Linked DNA regions of Mus musculus: region 2 is linked to region 1. The links are chromatin contacts, called in public Hi-C maps. All regions are on one chromosome and are shown on one strand. The core of a region is the stretch at or near the end of the contact, and the rest is flanking DNA. Distances in the headings are between cores, read along the strand shown.

The links. Hi-C and Micro-C count contacts between places; a contact is called where the count stands out from the background.
Region 2: a contact with region 1 is called in a Hi-C map of the AML12 cell line, with 1.4 times the contacts expected there. The contact joins the enhancer-like site here to the promoter of A930016O22Rik in region 1. A contact is called at or near these places in 11 of 39 promoter capture datasets (the C10 cell line, the HPC-7 cell line, cranial neural crest and 7 more), 19 of 484 Hi-C or Micro-C datasets (the AML12 cell line, the CH12 cell line, the G1E-ER4 cell line and 10 more), 6 of 115 datasets of contacts at active chromatin or transcription factors (bone marrow-derived macrophages, embryonic stem cells, intestinal crypt epithelium and 1 more) and 5 of 9 other capture datasets (adipose tissue, embryonic stem cells, liver and 2 more).

Annotation. Positions count from the first base shown.
Region 1 is chr7:19,419,024-19,423,602 of GRCm38.p6, forward strand. A930016O22Rik (RIKEN cDNA A930016O22 gene) reads right to left here and starts at 2,394. Exons shown (of 2, transcript NR_073015.1): 1 at 2,134-2,394; 2 at 1-530. Ckm (creatine kinase, muscle) reads left to right here. Exons shown (of 8, transcript NM_007710.2): 6 at 416-539; 7 at 1,084-1,273; 8 at 2,185-2,560. The coding sequence ends at 2,363.
Region 2 is chr7:19,488,594-19,493,325 of GRCm38.p6, forward strand. It overlaps Exoc3l2 (exocyst complex component 3-like 2), which reads left to right. Exons shown (of 12, transcript NM_001370800.1): 9 at 459-581; 10 at 1,015-1,170; 11 at 3,063-3,184. Among named protein-coding and RNA genes, the nearest start is that of Bloc1s3, 17 kb to the right of the region's middle. Within about 2 kb of position 3,423, at least 36 of the 459 cell types and tissues checked have an H3K27ac peak or open chromatin away from gene starts, as enhancers often do. A contact at or near this core is called in the AML12 cell line, the HPC-7 cell line, adipose tissue and 1 more, where this site is marked.

The DNA.
Region 1 (4,579 bases), core at 1,144-3,643:
ATGATAATTTTAAAAAACTGAAGATTGCTGAACTCTCAGAACCCTGGGATGCAAATCCGAAAGGAGAATCTTGGGATCCAAGGGGATATAACATTGGGTGTAGGACCTGTGGTCACAGGAGGTATACAACGCCCCTGAACCCGAAGCTGACCTCGAACTCAAGGTCTTTACACCTCAGTCTTCTGGGTGCCTGCAGGGGAGGGGTCAAGTAAGACTGAAGGTTTTCAGGGACTTGGGCCCATCAAAGTCCCTGTTCTCTGCTCCGAAGTTTCGTGGAGTTGTGACTGGGAAGCCAGTGTGCCCGTGTCTGTCCCCTGGAGCCCAAAGGGAGCAGCTATGAACAAAGTCATGCGTTTACTTTCTTGGGCCATTGGGGCTCCTGCTGACTTCTTGGTCTTGGGTCACCCCTTCTTAGGCACAACGACAACAAAAGCTTCCTTGTGTGGGTGAACGAGGAGGACCACCTCCGCGTGATCTCCATGGAGAAGGGAGGCAATATGAAGGAGGTTTTCCGCCGCTTCTGCGTGGGCCTGCAGAAGGTGGGTGGCTGCGTCCTGATTGCAACCCCATGTAAAGCCAAGCTCCTTCCTAAACCCAGCCCTGCCCTTCCAAACCCTCCACGCCCAGTTCCTAAAACTCCTCCCCTTCCACACTGGCCAAGCCCATGCTGGCTTTTCATCACCCACTTTCCAGTCTCTGCCTCTTACACACATTCACACACATGCACATATACATGCCTTTTCTGATTTCACTCCCTAAGAAGGTTCCGACCATTCCCCACCCTCGCCCGTTTTCCCATCCTCACTTTCCAGCCCCAGACCCAGCCCTACCATTCAGAACTCACCTCCCCCATTTACCAAGCCCTGTTCCCATCCCCAGGGTCTGAAACCAGCCCCCATCTTTGCCCAAGGCCTTTCTGGGCAGAATTCCTCCTGGTTGTTTCTCCACTCTCACGCGCCTACCCCCACCTATGTCCTAACACCTGGTCCCTCACACACACACACACACACACACACACACACACACACACACACCCCAGACTGCCTTTGGAGTCCAATTCCTGGTGTCCTCTCCCTTTCTCAGATTGAGGAGATCTTCAAGAAGGCTGGTCACCCCTTCATGTGGAACGAGCACCTGGGCTACGTGCTCACCTGCCCCTCCAACCTGGGCACCGGGCTGCGCGGAGGCGTGCACGTGAAGCTGGCGAACCTGAGCAAGCACCCCAAGTTTGAGGAGATTCTCACTCGCCTTCGTCTGCAGAAGCGCGGCACAGGTGCGGCCCGCCCCGCCCCGCCCCGCCCCGCCCCGCCCCGCGGCGTCTGGGGAGGGATCTACCGAGGAGGGGTGTCCCTGCAAGTTCCGGGATTAAGAGTATTTGATGTGTATTTTACGTACATCCCCGATCCTCTATTGGCGGCTCAGATTCTCTACCTGTAAATGGAATGGGGTCAGTTTGACCGCAGGCTGACAATCTTGGTTTTTTTGTTTGTTTGTTTTGTTTTTCGAGACAGAGTTTCTCTGAGTAGCCCTGGCTTTCCTGGAATTCACTCTGTAGACCAGGATGCCCTCGAACTCACAGAAATCCTCCTGCCTCTGTCTCCCGAGTGCTGGGATTTAAAATGTGCATCACCATTGCCCGGTATTTTTTTTTTTTTTTTTTTTTTTTTTTTTTTGGGTTTTTGAGACAGGGTTTCTCTGTATAGCCCTGGCTGTCCTGGAACTCACTCTGTAGACCAGGCTGGCCTCAAACTCAGAGATCCACCTGCCTCTGCCTCCCAAGTGCTGGGATTAAAGGCGTGCGCCACCACGCCCGGCTCCGGTATATTTTTAAAATTAAATTTGTCTGTGTGAGAGAGAGCACTCCCACTTCACGACACTTGCATGGATGTCAGAGGACAACTTTCTAAAGTCAGTTCCTGCCTTCCACCACGTGAGCCCTGAAAATTGAACCCGGATGTCAGGTTTAGCAAAAAGCATCTTTACTCACTCAGCTATTTCGCTGGCCTGTGCTATAATTTCTTGTTGAGCTGAGACCTCACCCTAACATCCAGGCATACAGGGCCTAATATCAATAACTGGTGACTTGTGAACAGCAACTTTCCGAGACGTTTGCACTTGGGCACAGGGTCGTACCTGCACCTCTGCTCCCTGTCCAATGCCTCTGTGGCGTTTGCTCCCGCGCAGGTGGCGTGGACACGGCTGCGGTGGGCGCCGTGTTCGACATCTCCAACGCCGATCGGCTGGGCTCATCCGAAGTCGAACAGGTGCAGCTGGTGGTGGATGGCGTGAAGCTTATGGTGGAGATGGAGAAGAAGCTGGAAAAGGGCCAGTCCATCGACGACATGATCCCCGCGCAGAAGTAGGCGCAGGGCGTGGCGCACCAGCCTGCAGTGTGCGCTGGTGCCCCGCCTCCTGGAAGTCCAATCATTGGGCTCTGTCCTCTGGGTTCTGGCCAATGAGAACCTGCCTCTCCGGAGCCCCGCCCACCTGCTTCTCAGGCGCTCCGGAGCGCCGGCTGCTTCTCCATGCCCTGCCTTAAATAAAAGTCCGTGATGGCCTTAGCTGTGAGTGTGCCAGCTACTGAGGGAGGAGGAGCGGGGACTTACCTCTTATGCGTCTCACTTGGCGTCCTGTCTGTCTTCCGTCCTTTCTAACTGCTAAGTTATTGCTGTTTTGAGACAGCTGCTCTTGTAGCTAAGGCTGGCCCTGAATTCCCTATGTAGCTGAGGATAGTCTTGAATTTCTAATCCTCTGCTTTTCAACTTCTGGGATTAGAGGTGTGCGCCACCATGCTTGGCACAGGTATGCACAGGTACACACACTTGTGACAGGCTAGACGAGGGCTGTGGGTGTCTTCCTCTGTTATTCTCAAATTATTATTATTATTATTATTATTATTATTATTTTTATGCAGCCCTGGCTGTCCTGGAACTCACTATGTAGACCAAGCTGGTCTCGAACTCATAGAGATCCATCTATCTCTGCCTATTGAATGCTGGGTCTAAGGGCATGTGCTACCACACCTGGCATCCACCTGTTTTGACAGTCTCTTCGCTGAACCTGACACTCACTGTCTCAGCTAAGTGAAGGGTCACCCAGGACCCAGGGTCAGCCTGTTTCTGTCCACATGCTGGGGTCACAGGCGCATACCCATGCCTGTCATTTACTTGGATAATGATGACCCAAACTTAAGTTCTCTTGATAGCGTAAAACAGGGCTGTCATCCACTCAGTCATCTCCTTTACCCTTGTTAAACACGGGCTATCCCTATATACTTTAGGTTGGCCTCAAACTTACTATGTAGCCCAGGCTGGCCTCAAACTTACATTAACCTCCTGAATCTGCCTCCTGAATTCTGGAATGGCAGGCAGATCCACCATGCCCAGCTTAGCCGGCAGTCGGTAGAGGCGGCTCACCAGGCGAAAAACGGATCCTGCACTAACCTGACGTGTTTGGTCCCAGAACTTGTGACAAGGCAGTAGAACCAACTCTCAAAACTGAGTTCTCTTGACAAAAGTGTTCCCTTTCACAGATACTACATCAAGTGAAATAATGTTTTAAAAATAGGCCACAGTTCCCATCTGCAGTTGGTGATCCTTCCAGGTCAGGATCTCACGTAGACCAGGTTAGCCCTCAAACACTATGTAGCCAAGAAAAACCTTGAGTGTTTTTTGGTTTTTGTTGTTTTGTTTTTGAGACAGGGTCTCTCTACATGTCATTGTTGTCCTGGAACTCACTACGTAGACTAGGCTAGCCTTGAACTCAGAGATCTGCCAGTTTTTGCCTCCTAAATATCGGGATTAAATGCATGTACCACCACACCTGGTTGATCTTGAACATCTAATCATTTGGCTTTTACCCATTTATTGCTGGGATTACAGATTTGTGCCACCGTGCCTGTCCTGGGGACCTGAACCAGGGCCTCCTGCATGCCAGGCAAAGCCCTCTGCTGAATGAGCTTCGAATCTCTTGCTCTCCTGCCCAGCCACTCCCACTATGTGTCTTTGCAGGAGTTTCTGCTTCCAGATGGAGCACATGGGTTGGGCCATCACTAGGAAGTGATTAGGGTCTTCAGTCCCAAGAAAGAGCCAGAAGGGGTGTGGGGACAGTTTTTGAGAGAGGAATACATACCAAGCCGAGGCATGGCGGTTCACCCTCCCCACTTAGCCTCAGCACTCAGGAGGCAGGTGCAGCTGGATCTCTGTGAGCCTGAGGCTAGCCTGCTCTACATAGTCAGTGTCCTATACCTATAATCCCAGAACATGGGAGGTGGAGGCAGGATTGGCAGGTCAAAGCCAGTCTTGGCTATACAGAGACCAGTCTAGGCTTTATGGAAACAAACCCAGGTACCGTGACAAGTTTCTGTAGCTGCAGAGTGAGGAGTTATTGTCAACAGGCTGAGTCAAAGGCCCACAGAGAGAGCATGGGTACACAAGAGATCAGCTCAAAACAAAACAGGTTGTGAGTCCTTAGAGGTGTGCCAGCAGCAACCTTGTACCCCAGCTCTCAGAAGGCTGAGGCAGAAGGATTGCCAAAAGTCCAAGCCTAGTCGGAGACAAGTAGCAAGACCAGGTCTTAA
Region 2 (4,732 bases), core at 2,173-4,672, 71 kb after region 1:
ACTGTGGATCTCCCCCTCCAGGAAGCCAATTGCTTTTGTTTTTGTTTTTGTTTTTTCGAGACAGGGTTTCTCTGTATAGCCCTGGCTGTCCTGGAACTCACTCTGTAGACCAGGCTGGCCTCAAACTCAGAAATCTGCCTGCCTCTGCCTCCTAAATCACTGCCACCACTGTGAATGTGCCCTGACAGTACGTAAATCCCAGCAGTTGGGGAGCTAAGTCCTCAACCATCACCATCACCATCACCATCACAGGGCCTTTGTATTCCTTTGGGAAGAGTTTAAAGTGGCACACACCTGTAATCCCAGGATTTGGGAGATGGAGGCAAGACGATCAAGAGTTCAAGGCCAGCCTGTACTGCCAGCATCAAAAGGGATAGGTGGGGGGAGATTTTCCTAAGAGAAGTGTGGGAGGGTGGAGGGAGGAGGTTGAAACCCTCCCTTCTGCGCTGTCCTACCAGCCTCACTTCAACAAGCTGATGCGCAGGAAGTGGCTGAGCAGTTCAGAAGCTCTGGATGGCATCGTGGGCACACTCGGCGCCCAGGCCCTGGCCCTGCGCAGAATGCAGGATGAACCGTACCAGGTGATCAGATGGGAGGGGGACAGAGATGCTCAGAGAGCTATTGTCCTGGGGGAGACCCTACCAAGTGGGGAGTCGCTTTTCTGGAAGCACATAGGTGGCTCCTCATCTGGGGCCTGCAGAGGGAAGCATGGCCCTAGAAACCGGGGTGCAGGTTCAGGTTGGAGCCTCTGCAGGGAAGACTTTGGGAAAGCCTAGGTTGTGGCACACCTTAGGGAGAGTGGTGTGTGTGGGATCCGATTAAGGATCTGTTAGGATGAGGGGATCCGTAGAGAGTCTGACTTTAAAGGAGCCGGGCACTCCGTGAGGAACAGAGGGTTCCCACATGTATTAGGAGTGTTCCGCCTGTGTGGGCAGAGCTTGAAACAGGGGTCCTCCCGAAAGCCTACTGGTTGGGAGCGGTCTAGAGCGTGTCCGGGTCTCCCACCGTCCCCAGGTTCTGGTGGCTGAGCTGCACCGACGGGCGCTGGTGGAGTATGTGCGGCCACTGCTCCGCGGGCGCCTGCGCTGTCGCTCTGCGAGGACCCGCAGCCGTGTGGCGGGGAGGCTCCGCGAGGACGCGGCGCAGCTGCAGCGGTTGTTTCGGCGGCTGGTGAGTGCCAGGCTGGGCTGGGCTGGGCAAACCCGGGGGAAGGGAGACAGGTAAGAGCTGGAGGCGGGGCTGTCCGGAGTGGGGGTCAGTTTGGCTTCCAAAGCAGGACAGGGAAGCTGGGTTCGTGATGATGCACACCTGCCGCCACCCAGTACTAGGGATGCGGAGGCAGAAGGATTGGGAATTTCAAGACCAAGAAGACCGAAAAAAGGGCGGGGGCCTGGAGAGCCCTGGTTACTCTTGCAGAGAACACGGGTTCGATTCGCAGTCCCCACATGGCAGCTCAAAACCGTACTTAATTCATCCAACACTGTATTCTGGCTTCTTGGGCTCCAGGCATTCATTCACATGGCGCAGAGAGAACACCCATACGTTTAAAACAAGTCTTGTTTTGTTTTTGAGATGGTCTCCCTATGCACTCCTGACTGTCCTGGAATTTGCTACGTAGACTAAATTTGCCTCAAACTCACCTAACTCTGCCTCCTGAGTGCTGGGATTGAAGGTGTGCAACCACTTTGCCCAGCTAAAGTATTTCTTTTTAAAGAATTACGTATTTATTTTATATATATGAGTACACTATAGCTGTCTTCAGACACACCAGAAGAGGGCATCAGATTTCATTACAGATGGTTGTAAGCCACCATGTGGTTGCTGAGAATTGAACTCAGGACCTCTGGAAGAGCAGTCAGTGCTCTTAACCTCTGAGCCATCTCTCCAGCCCTAAAGTATTTTTAAAGGAAAAAAAAATATTCCAGCTATGGTAATCCTGTAATCACAGCACTGGGAGGGATGAGGCAGGAGGGTCATGATTTAGAGGCCAACCTGGTCTACACATATTGAGGTCCAGGCCATCAGAGCTATGCAGTGAGACCTTGTCTCAAAAACAAACAAACAAACAAACAATTTTCTGAATCCAAATATCACTAAATGCAAGAATTTGCAGTCCCAAATCTGTTGGTCCAGTTGTCATGGGCAGGCAGGGTGGCCCATGAACTCACGAGGTGCTCTAGGGATTCATAGCCTGTGTGTCCTTGGGAATTTATAGTTTCACTTACTGAAACATTTTCAAGATAATTTTTGTGGACTTACAGGCAGCCCTCTGAAAGAGCACACGGTGGCCCTCTGGACGTTTTAGCCATGCTTTCTGAATGATGACATTCCACCCCTTTTTGGTGGCAGAGCAGAAGACAGAACGGAGAGCCTCGCACACGCTGGCCCTCAGTCCCACCTGGAATAACTCTATCTTACACTCCCCTTCCCCATCAAGTGTCTGTGCTCTAGCTCTTGTTTCTTGACTATGTAGCCAGCTTCAAATGCCCCTGCCTCTGCCTCCCTAGTGTGGGTGTTTTTAAAGTTTGTTTGGTTTTGGGTTTTGAAGTTATGTCTCACACACCTGAGACTGGCCTTAAATTCCTTATGGTTGAAGATGGCTGAACTCCAGATCCTCCTGCCTCCACCTCACCCATGCTGGGATTATGGGTATTTGCTACCAAACCTGGATGGAATTGGTTAGATTTTTGTTGTTGTTGTTGTTTGTTTTGGAAGACCTGTGGCTCTGTAGACCAAGTTGGCCTCGAACTCACAGAGATCTGCCTGCCTCTGCCTCCCCAGTGCTGGGATTAAAGGCGTGCGCCACCACTGCCCAGACAACTAGCAGATTTTAGTTCCTGTTACCCAATCTAGGGTTATCTGTAAAAACTCGGGGGCAGATTATATAAGGGGTTCTCCATCATATAAGCAAAGCTTGTAGCTAATGCCTTGCCAGGCTGCCTTCTGAGCCCTCTTACCCATGGGGAAGACTAAAGAGCTAGGGAGGAGCAAGGCTCAGCATGGAAAGGGTATTGGGGAGAAGGGGCTTGCATTGGGTGACCCTGAAACCCTTGTTCCCACAGGAGTCCCAGGCTTATTGGCTTGACCAAGTGGTGCCACACTTGGCAGAGATCCTACAGTTGGAGGACACTCCGAGCATCCAGGTGGAGGTCGGGGTGCTGGTGCGGGACTACCCAGACATCAGGTGAGGTGCAGCAAGCCCCCGGGTCTCTTTGGCATCCGTCCCAGCGTTTCCTGGCCTGCGCCAAAGCAGGGTGGCGGCAGAGAGCAGAGCGTGTCTGACGGCTGTTTCCTGCTGGGACCAGGGCATTCTTAATACGATTTCCCTCCTTCTGCTGCCGCCGCCACCGCCACCAGGGCTCGCAAACAAACAAGCGGTCACAGGAAGCCCGGGGCAAGGGGGGCGCAGGCCGCCCGGCGGCAGGAAGGGCTGGCCCTGCAGGGAACCGCCGGGGACACGGGGGACACACACGGGCATGTGGGCGCACACTCAAGGGACAGTAGCAGGCACGTCCAAATCTAGGTGGGCCACTTCCTTTTGACCAGACCTTCCTTGTCTGCTGCCTACGGATGGTAATACCCTAATTGTGAGCTGGCTGTGGGAATTACACCTTCATTCTTATCTAGGACAGTTTAACAGTAAAAGCTGCAGTCCAGCCAGGGTGTGGTGGCACATGCCTTTAATCCCAGCACTCTGGAGGTAGGGGTGAGGTGGATTTCTGAGTTCCAGGACAGCCAGGGCTACATAGAGAGCAGAGAGAGAGAGAGAGAGAGAGAGAGAGAGAGAGAGAGAGAGAGAGAGAGAGGGCAAAAGTATGTTTTTTGATGGTTTTTTTGTTGTTTTTGTTTTGGTTGTTTTGTTTTTGTTTTGGTTGTTTTTGTTTTTAGAAATGCAAAATAACTTACCTGTATAATGCATGGTCTCACAGTTGTCAAGTGACAAGAGTCTGGGATTTGAATGCAGACCAGCAGATCTGATTTCAAATCCAGGACAGGACATTGTCACCTGTGAGTGACAGACAGTGGTCTAATGAAGTAGCAATGGGAGGAGTGGCTTCCTGGCACTGTGGTGGGCAGGGGCAGCTAGTCTCCACAGGAGCATGGTGGGAGGAGGGCTGAGTTTGAGATTTGAAGGCTTGGAGTCAAGGGAGAGGATTCTGTTCTGGAGGTATAAGCGATCTCAAGGATTCCCAGCATCCTCAGGGGATTTCTGAAGTTGAGTCAGAGTTCAGGCACAGCGAAATGGTCCAGTGAATGGGACCTTGCTAAACTCTTAGAATTAGCTGTGTTTATTTTATTTTATTTTATTTTATTTTTCCAAGAAAAGGTTTCTCTGTAGACAAGGCTGGGGTTTTTTCTTCTTCTTCTTCTTTTGTTGTTTGTTTGTTTTTAAAGATTTATTATTATTTATATAAGTACACTGTAGTTGTCTTCAGACACACCAGAAGAGTGCATCAGATCTCATTACAAATGGTGTGAGCCACCATGTGGTTGCTGGGAATTGAACTCAGGACCTTTGGAAGAGCAGTCAGTGTTCTTAACCACTGAGCCATCTCTCCAGCCCCCTTTTTTGTTTTCCAAGACAGGGTTTCTCTGTGTAGCCCTGGCTGTCCAATAACTCACTCTGTAGACCAGGCTGGCCTCAAACTTAGAAATCTTCTTGCCTCTGCCTCCCAAGTGCTGGGGTTAAAGGTGTGCGCCACCACTGCCCGACTGACCAGGCTGGTCTTGA